Regions from separate parts of the Delphinus delphis genome. Here regions 1 and 2 are each linked to region 3. A link is a contact called in public Hi-C data. All regions are on one chromosome and are shown on one strand. Each heading gives the region's core, a stretch centred on a gene start, on an enhancer-like site or on the middle of the called end of the contact. The rest is flanking DNA. Distances are from core to core; before and after follow the strand shown. Region 1 holds the start of NASP (nuclear autoantigenic sperm protein). Region 2 holds the start of AKR1A1 (aldo-keto reductase family 1 member A1). Region 3 holds the start of MUTYH (mutY DNA glycosylase).

The links. Hi-C and Micro-C count contacts between places; a contact is called where the count stands out from the background.
Region 1: a Hi-C map of lung shows a contact between it and region 3, with 4 times the contacts expected there. The contact joins the promoter of NASP here to the promoter of MUTYH in region 3. A contact is called at or near these places in 2 of 3 Hi-C or Micro-C datasets (lung and muscle).
Region 2: a Hi-C map of muscle shows a contact between it and region 3, with 2.6 times the contacts expected there. The contact joins the promoter of AKR1A1 here to the promoter of MUTYH in region 3. A contact is called at or near these places in 2 of 3 Hi-C or Micro-C datasets (lung and muscle).

What each region holds. Positions count from the first base shown.
Region 1 is chr1:37,295,448-37,298,147 of mDelDel1.2, forward strand. NASP (nuclear autoantigenic sperm protein) reads left to right here and starts at 1,347. Exons shown (of 15, transcript XM_060021351.1): 1 at 1,347-1,507. The coding sequence starts at 1,449.
Region 2 is chr1:37,277,017-37,279,716 of mDelDel1.2, forward strand. It overlaps AKR1A1 (aldo-keto reductase family 1 member A1), which reads left to right and starts at 1,334. Exons shown (of 9, transcript XM_060021308.1): 1 at 1,334-1,483. It overlaps PRDX1 (peroxiredoxin 1), which reads right to left and starts at 1,152. Exons shown (of 6, transcript XM_060021344.1): 1 at 1,131-1,152.
Region 3 is chr1:37,088,209-37,090,908 of mDelDel1.2, forward strand. MUTYH (mutY DNA glycosylase) reads right to left here and starts at 1,373. Exons shown (of 17, transcript XM_060021276.1): 1 at 1,246-1,373. TOE1 (target of EGR1, exonuclease) reads left to right here and starts at 1,418. Exons shown (of 8, transcript XM_060021288.1): 1 at 1,418-1,575; 2 at 2,308-2,450; 3 at 2,537-2,577. The coding sequence starts at 1,524.

The DNA of each region.
Region 1 (2,700 bases), core at 97-2,596, 210 kb after region 3:
TGCATTGCACGGGCTTCTCATTGTGGTGGCTTCTCTTGTGGAGCTCGGGCTCTAGGCACGCAGGCTTCAGTAGTTGCGGCACGCGGGCTCTAGAGCGCAGGCTCAGTAGCTGTGGCGTGCAGGGGCTTAGCTGCTCCACAGCATGTGGGATCTTCCCGGACCAGGGATTGAACCTGTGTCCCCTGCATTGGCAGGCGGATTCTTAACTGTGCCACCAGGGAAGCCCGCAGGTCCAGGTCTTTATCCCTAAATATTTCAAACTGCCTGAGTCTTGACAGACTGGAATAAGAATCCTCCCCAAGAATCTTTCTCAGTATGTCTGAACCTGGACGGAAATAAAATTCTTGTTCTGACCTTTGTAGGCAAGGCCATGGTGGAAGGCAATGGATTATGCTCCAGATGTGAGGAAGTGCAATTATCTTCCACTCAGCGAGTTGCAGAAAATGAGGCACACTGCTTCCCATAAATGACTTGTCTTGCAACCTTCTGAGCTAGTCATACCTTCTTTGAACCTTGGTTTCTATTTCTACCAAATGGGACGGATAACACCGTTGTCACTAGTAGCGTTGCTGTTAAGATTAAGTAAGACAGCTAGTAGCTTTAGAATGTCTAAGCACAGTGCCCCCGGACATAGTGGACAAACTATAAACCGTAGCTTGGAGTGGACGAAAAGAGCTGGGAGCTTTATGCTAGTCAGATTTGGGAGTCTGGGTAGGGCCTAAGAGGATGGCTTCACCGGATTGGGCCAGCCGAAGGGGGCGGGCCCAGAGGGAGGAGCCAGCCGCGTCCCGCCGCAGCCCCCAGCTTTGAATCAAGCGCGGTAGTTTCAGGCGGTGGCCAATCCTAGGACAGCATTTCCTTGCGTCAGTTGTTGTTGAGGTTCAGAGCCACGCGTCTCTCACCGATATCTGTTCTAGCCGTTGCTGGTATACACGTGCTTGGCTGTTTCGTGTCCATCCGTTACGACTGAGCGGACCGACAGAAAGTCTTAGTTAACTTCCTGAGTATACGGCCTGGAAAGAGACTGTCGGCTACTCGCTCCGAACATGTAGTGCAGCTCCAGCTTCCCCTTCTCTGGAAGTCGCTGGCCGCCGTTCAGTCAGGAGTAGTAGTACCAAGATTCTAGTTCTTCTTACGCGACTTGCTAGAGAAGCAAAAAGTTGCTTTTTTCGAGGAAGCCAGGGAGGAAAGGTATCACGCAGAACCAGGTGGTGCGGGTGGGGGATGTCCTTGGGCAGGATTGGGGCTGGGTCCTGGCCCTTTAAACTCGAGGGGGAGGATCCGGAAGTGGATGGGCGGGGCGAAGGGCCCTGGTATATAAGAGGGCCCAGCCGCGCGGGGTCTCCAATCTGCCATTTTCTGTCCACGAATAAGTCTCTGGCTTTCCAAATTCTCTGTTTTTCCCTCAGGCACTATCCCGTCCGCTGGCCCACCACCTCAGGCGAACGATGGCCGCAGAGTCCACAGCCACTGCCGCCATCACCGCGGAGCTGGTTTCCGCCGATAAGTAAGCTGGACCGTGGAGAGCTTGAGGCACTGGCCAGTCCGCAGGGAGGGGGTAGTGGACGGAGGCTAACCGGGAGGGACAGACCGGAGGGTGGGAGGGCTTTCCTTCCAGTGAACAACCGTCGCTGTTCGGGGAGGGCCGGACACTGGAGAAGCCCACTTGTAGCAGAGAGCCTCGCTCATTGGCAGTAACGCCGGCCGGCTGGGGCCCCCTGCCCCGCTTTTCGCGGTCGCCATCTTGCCGGGGGCAGCGGCGGCTGTCTCCATCGCCTGCCCCTCTCCTTCCTCCCCAGGCCCGGGGCTATCGGCGGGGAGGCGGGGCCCCGGCGCGGCAGTGTACCTTCACGTCCCTGCTGTCCCCGCACTCCTGGCGTGCGCCTCCGGTAGGATCCCCAAACACATCGGGAAAATAACCAACAGAGATTTGGCGCCAAAAAAAAAAACTGCACGAGGGAGGAGGCCGGACCGGTGGGTCGGGATGGGCGGGGTCTCTCGGGGGCGGGGTCGTGCGCTTGTGCGTTCGCTTCCCTCCGCCGGCTTTGGAGCAGGGGGCGGGGCCCTGAGGAGGCGGGAAAACTCCATTGTTTGGGGCTGCGGCTCCCGAGCGCCTCGGACTTCCGCCGTGGGACGCGGTGAAGCTTGTGCCCCGCGGTCTCCTCGCTCACCTGGTACTCTCCTGCCCTCAGCAAGGCCCATTCTTTTGTCTGTGGTGGAGAGCATCGTGGTTCTTTTAGACTTTGGGGACGTTGGCGGGGGACTTGGCTGCTTCTGGGGGATTTTATCGTGAGGCGACGCATCTTCTAGCACTGCGTCGAGGTCTTTTCACTTCTAGCAGTGTTTGGTTGCTAGGAGAATGGGCAGTATTAAGCGCGAAGTGAACAGAAGGACTGGAAGGAATGATAGAAGACATGATTGCTATGAAAACGGCACAGTGTCACTCAGACATAAAGGTATTTTTTGAACAGTGAAGGGAAACAGGCAGTTATTCGAAGAAACAAGAAATAACCCAAATTATTAAGTGGCAGACTCTAGGTTAAACCCTAGTATTTCAAGTTTTTATTCCCTCATTACTCATCCTTTCCCCCATCCCCAAAGCTTGAGAGGAAATTGCATGAAAATCTAATTAGCTAGTTAGAACAATAAAGGCATCATTCCTTAGTAAGTTCCTGGGGCAATTCAGGGGTAAAGCGTTTC
Region 2 (2,700 bases), core at 84-2,583, 190 kb after region 3:
GTGGTTATGTTGAAAAAAAAATCACAGAGTTGTACGTTTAAGATTTGTGCATTGTTCTGTCTGTATTGTCGATTAAAAAAATATTCACAAACTAAAAGTTAGAGTTGTTTTATTTGGTGGCAGTTTTTAGGACTTCAAGCCCAGAAGGCAGCATCTCAAGTAACACTGAGAGAACTGCTCCAAGGAGGCAAGGGGGGAGCTAGGATATATAGGAGCTTTGTAACAAAGGGCAGGTAGTCAGAACGTCATAAGATTACCGTTAATTAAAGAAAACCAGAAATCCCAAGTTAAGGAATTTAGCGCTTTTCTCTGCATGGGAAGATGCAAGAAAGGGTCTGGGCTCACTGAAATCATGCCTTTGCTATGCACCTCAGCTATCTGGGGCCAGTATCCTGTGTTTTCGTATCTTGAAATCAGGGATCACCTTAGGGAGTGGCTGCAGTCTGATGGCTGCTAGATGGCAGGTATTCTTTGTTTCCTTCCTAAATTCCCTTAGGGCTCACTAGCTCACCTTCGGTGGCGGCTGCACAGCTGCAATCGCTGATGATTGCGACATCCTTTGTTTCCTGATATGGCAGGCAATATTCCATTTACCAGTATGCTATACTTCAATAAAAAGGCTTGCAGTAAATAAAATAAAAAAGAACATTCCCCTTCCAGGATTGTTGTGAAGACTCAATAAATTAATGTTTATAAAGCCTAAATATACATAAAACATAAATGCGCTGCCAGGGTCCACAGTCCGGATACAGAGAGCACTAACGTTTACCTCTTGAAGCCTGTAGTCCCAAGGTCTTCCCTGTTACTGTCAACCTCTGTGCTGCGGCTGTTCTCTGGACCTCAGTTTGCCTGACCAAATAATGGGACCAGTTTAGGTGTTTTCAGGGAACTTGGCCAACCCGGCTCTAAGGAAGAGAACAGATCAGAGTGGGGCCTGTAGTCCTTAGGGGGAGTCGACTGCATAAGTCACCACGTGGCAGCCGGGGTCTCCTCCCTCTGGCCGCAGAACGAGCAGAAGTTGCCCAGAGCGGCCTCGCGGGGGCGCGCGCTGCAATATGGGCCAGGCAGAGGCGCCCCCTGGCCCCGCCTCCGAGGCCGCTTACTTGGCCGTCGGCGCAGGCTTCACTCACCCGGGAGTTCTCCAAACTCGCGCTGTGGAGTATGCCCAGACTCCGCCAATCCACCCACCAGCGTCCTGAGGAAGAGATGGTGCAGCCCCCCAGCTGAGGCGTCCACTCCCCAGCTTGTTTCTGGGGACAGGGGCGGGGTTCACCACTGCGCGTGATGTTGAATGCCCGGCCCCAGCCCCTCCTCTGGGAGGAGCTTCTTCCTCACCGCCAGACTTAAGTCCCGGTGTCCAATCTCAGGCCAGTTTTTTGCTGCTCACCAATACCGGAAGCTGAGGCCCATTGGGTCGCTAGCAGGGCACAGGACTGAGCTGAAAAGCCATACTTCCCTGCTAACGTCCTGTGCTCGTGCCGAGGTGAGTTTCTCTTCTGCTGCCCCATCTTTGTCGTAGTGGAGATGGCCTCGAACCTTCACTACAGATGTGTCCGCCCCCGGGTTAGAGCGAAGAGCAAATGCTGAGGAGGCGGCCCGACTTGGTTTCTGATTTGAGCTTCCTCTTATTCGCTGAATGATCTTGGATAAGTTCTCAGTTTCTCTGGACCTCAGTTTTCTCAGCGGTAAAATCTGTTCCTACATCAGAACTGTATGTAACAAGAGTTAAAGTGAGATAAAGCTCTTAAAGCTCCCAGCACATACTGTCAGTAAGTTTTGGTTGCCATCTTCCTTTTGTCTACCCACCAACACGATTTTTTCAGGAACTCCGGCTTTAATGTGGAATTGCAGAGACGCTTCTCATAAGTGGCAGGAGGGGTGTGGGTTCGCTTGCTTAGGCACCTGCCTTGGGTTTGGGAAAGCCAGGGCATGTTTTTCTGTTGACCCAGTGCTCTGTTAAAGTGAGACTGGAATCTGAACCTTCACCGGATGGGGTTAGTATAAATTAACTCTCCCTTCAGCCTGTCCATACTCTGGGCTGCAGGACCTCCCTTAGAAGAGTCTTGATGATTCTAATCAGTCCTGTTACTTTTCCCAAGGTCTCAGTTTTCTTATCTGTAATACAAGAACAATCCGAGTATCATCCTTTCTGGAGTCACTGGGATTTTTTTTTTTTTCTTTTTACCGAAGATGATGGTAAATGCTTTGTTATTTTCCAGAGATGATTTTTTCCAGGTTATCCAAGAAGTAAAGGAAGAAGGTGATGGAGGCAGTGACTTTATCAAATGCCCCTCCTGCTGACAAGATCTCCCCCATTTGCCGCTGTGTGTGGGGTGGAGGAGGGAGCAGGCACTCTAGCAGCTACAGGTTTAGGTAGATGATAGGCCCTGACCTCAAGGAGTACCGAGATTTGTGAGGGAAAATGAACAAACAAATGCAGTGATGTGCACAACTGTCAGGACATGGGAGGAACCAGAAATTTAAACTGCTAGCTGAAGGGTGACTTGCAGTTAGCCAGGCAAGGGTGGGACTTGGGGAAGGAAAGTGTGCAGAGGCCTGGAGTCAAATGTGGTGGCTGGTTCTGCAAAGCCTGGAATATGGAGTCTGAAATGAAGAGGTGGAGAGATGGGGGAGGTGGGAGCCAGGTTATAAAGGGTATTACCAGGAAGTCTGGACCTTATCCTGAGGGTAGGAGAGATC
Region 3 (2,700 bases), core at 123-2,622:
GCAAAGGCCCTAAGGAGGTTGCCTGGTGTTTGTAGAACAATGAGGAAGCCAGCATGGTTAGAATGGAATGAGGAAAGGGTGAGGAGTTGATGAGGTCAGAGAGGTAAAGAAAGTGGAGAGCCCAGGACTACAAGTACCTTGTAGGCCACTGGAGAGGGCTTTGGCTGTCACACCCATTTCTCTTAAAAGCCAATCCTCTTAATATAAGCTTTGTAGGCTCCAACAAGCCCCATCCCCCTCGCTCACTACGGAACAACTATGTTGTCCTGAAATAGTTGGTTCAAAATCCCCAAGTGTCTGTCCTCCTTGAGGCCTCACCCAGTCCATTTCCTCTGCTTGAAGAGCTCTTCTATGTTTTACCTAACAGTTAGTCATTTTTCAGGTCTTGACTTAAATGTCCAAATCAGATCCCCCCCAGTCTTACCCTCTTGTGTACTTCTCCATTGTTGCTCTTATACCAATTTTAATTCCATGTTTATTTGTGATTCTTTGATCAGTGTCTGCTTCCCCCACTTAACTGTAAAACTCCATATAAGCTAGGACTGGGTATCTTTTGTTGGCTGTTGTGTCCCCAGAGCCGAGCACGGTGCCAGGCAAATTGTATATAATACTTGTTAAACTAATTTGGGATGGGGTAGAGTAAAAGGAGGTTCCCCTTTTTCCAGAATGGGAAAAATCCAAACAATTCAGAATAATGAAAAGACTCGAGAGAAAGGTTGAAGATGGACTGGAAACAGCAAATAATCAAAGAGATAAAGGGTTGAGAGTCCTTGGTGGGAAGCAGAGCCCTTGGGAAAGGGCTAGTCTACGGTAGGGACAACACTCACGGTAGCAGGAATCATGTCCAAAACCCCTCAAGGTCAACTATATCTCCTAATTACTTACAATCTGTCCCTACCGGAGGCTTAATTCAAATCCTTATTACCACGCGCACGGATTGTTTCAAAAGTGTTCCTGCTAGCCGGTCGCTCTCAACCTCCGCAGCCTCATCTCCTGTCTCCGTCCCGGCTTCTTTCACTTCCTGGAACGCCGTGAGCTCCCCACCCTCCCTGGCAGCTTGCCCCTTCCCAAATATCCTTCCTTCCCCTACACTCCCCAGTCTTTGTATAACTCCTACGCGTGCTTTAAGCTTAGCTCAGGCAGCGCCACATCCTCTGGGGATCCCCACCCCGGGGCCGAATCGATGAAGACAGGGTAACGCGAAGGCCCACGTTCCAATTGCGTTGTACGCAGAGAAAAAATTACCTCCTGCGCGATCTCCAGCGCCCAGCTCCCAGACGAACTCCAGGGGGCGTGGCTCCGGCCAATCCGGGCGGTGAACCGGCCCACGCCAGCCAATAGGCTCCTAGCGCGCGCCAGGCTGGCTCCACCGCGCCAGACCCGGGAGGTCTGAACGGAAGTCCGACCGGTCGGCGACTCCGGGGGTGAAGCTCCGCCCCGTCCCCGACTGCAGGAGCGGAGTGAGGAGACGAAGAGGAAGTCCCGCGTGCACACTGACTATACAAGCGAGGGACCTCGGTGTCATGGCCGCCGACGGTGACGATGGCGCAGCCTCAGCTCCAGCCGTCTCTGACGGTGAGTGGCTTCCCAGGGGCCGCTTTAAAAGCCTGTGCGGTCCGGTGGGGGGAGGGTCTCGGGCTCGTAGTTCTAAGAAACCGATCTCAAGTTTCAGAGGAATAGCGCCTTCTTTCTGAACCAGCCACGAGGAGACTACAAGTCCCGGTGTGCACCACAGTTCCGCCTGCAAAAGCCTAGAGTCTTGGGCGCAGGGCATGTGGGGGCATGTCGGGAGATGTAGTCTGGAGTTCATGGCTCTGTTAAGTTAGGGAGGTTGGGAGTTGTGGTCCACAGGAAGTGGGACGTGTTGGGGCGTTATTTATCAGGCTCTGGGGCATACTGGCTACTGCCGCCGCTTGTGGCCATGAACAGTAGTATAGAGCCTTTGAGATAGTAAAGGGGCTGAAATCATCAAGCCTTGCAAACTATTTCCTGCAGGATGTGAGGAAAAGGAACCTCACAGATCATCTAGTCCTACCTTCCTCTTTTACAGGTTTTGATGCTGAGGGGGAAGAAATTTTCCCAGAGTCTCACATAAGCCACTGGAAGACCCAGGCTTTCTCTCCCCAAATTCAGGACACTGTTCACTCCAAGGCCTGTGTATAGAGCATATGTGATACGCTTGAGGAGAAAGCTGCCATTTCTTGCCTTGAAGGAAACTGCCCCTGCCCCCAGCCATGGCCTAGCTTGGTATCTTTTTTCTTAGGCCCTTGCCTGAGCATTAACATCCGTCACCCTCCTTATCCCCAGGTGGTGCCAGCCAAAGCACAAAATCTGGGGAGGAGCTAGTAGTCCAGGTTCCCGTGGTGGATGTGCAAAGTGACAACTTCAAGGAGATGTGGCCATCCCTCCTGCTGGCCATAAAGACGGCTAGCTTTGTGGCTGTGGACACGGTGAGAGTTGGGAGTTGGGAGAGCAGGTGGTTGTGAAAGGGCTGATACTGTGGACCTAACACAACTCTCCCTTTACTGCGCCATAGGAACTGAGTGGGCTTGGGGACAGGAAGAGTTTGCTGAACCAGTAAGTATAAGCCCTGATCTCTTTAGTCCTAGCCTTGGAAGGAGGGGCAGACCTCAACCCTGTAGTGGAGGTCACAGTCCTGGGTGGTTTGGGTCTTTCATGAAGCTAACTCCCAGCCACAGC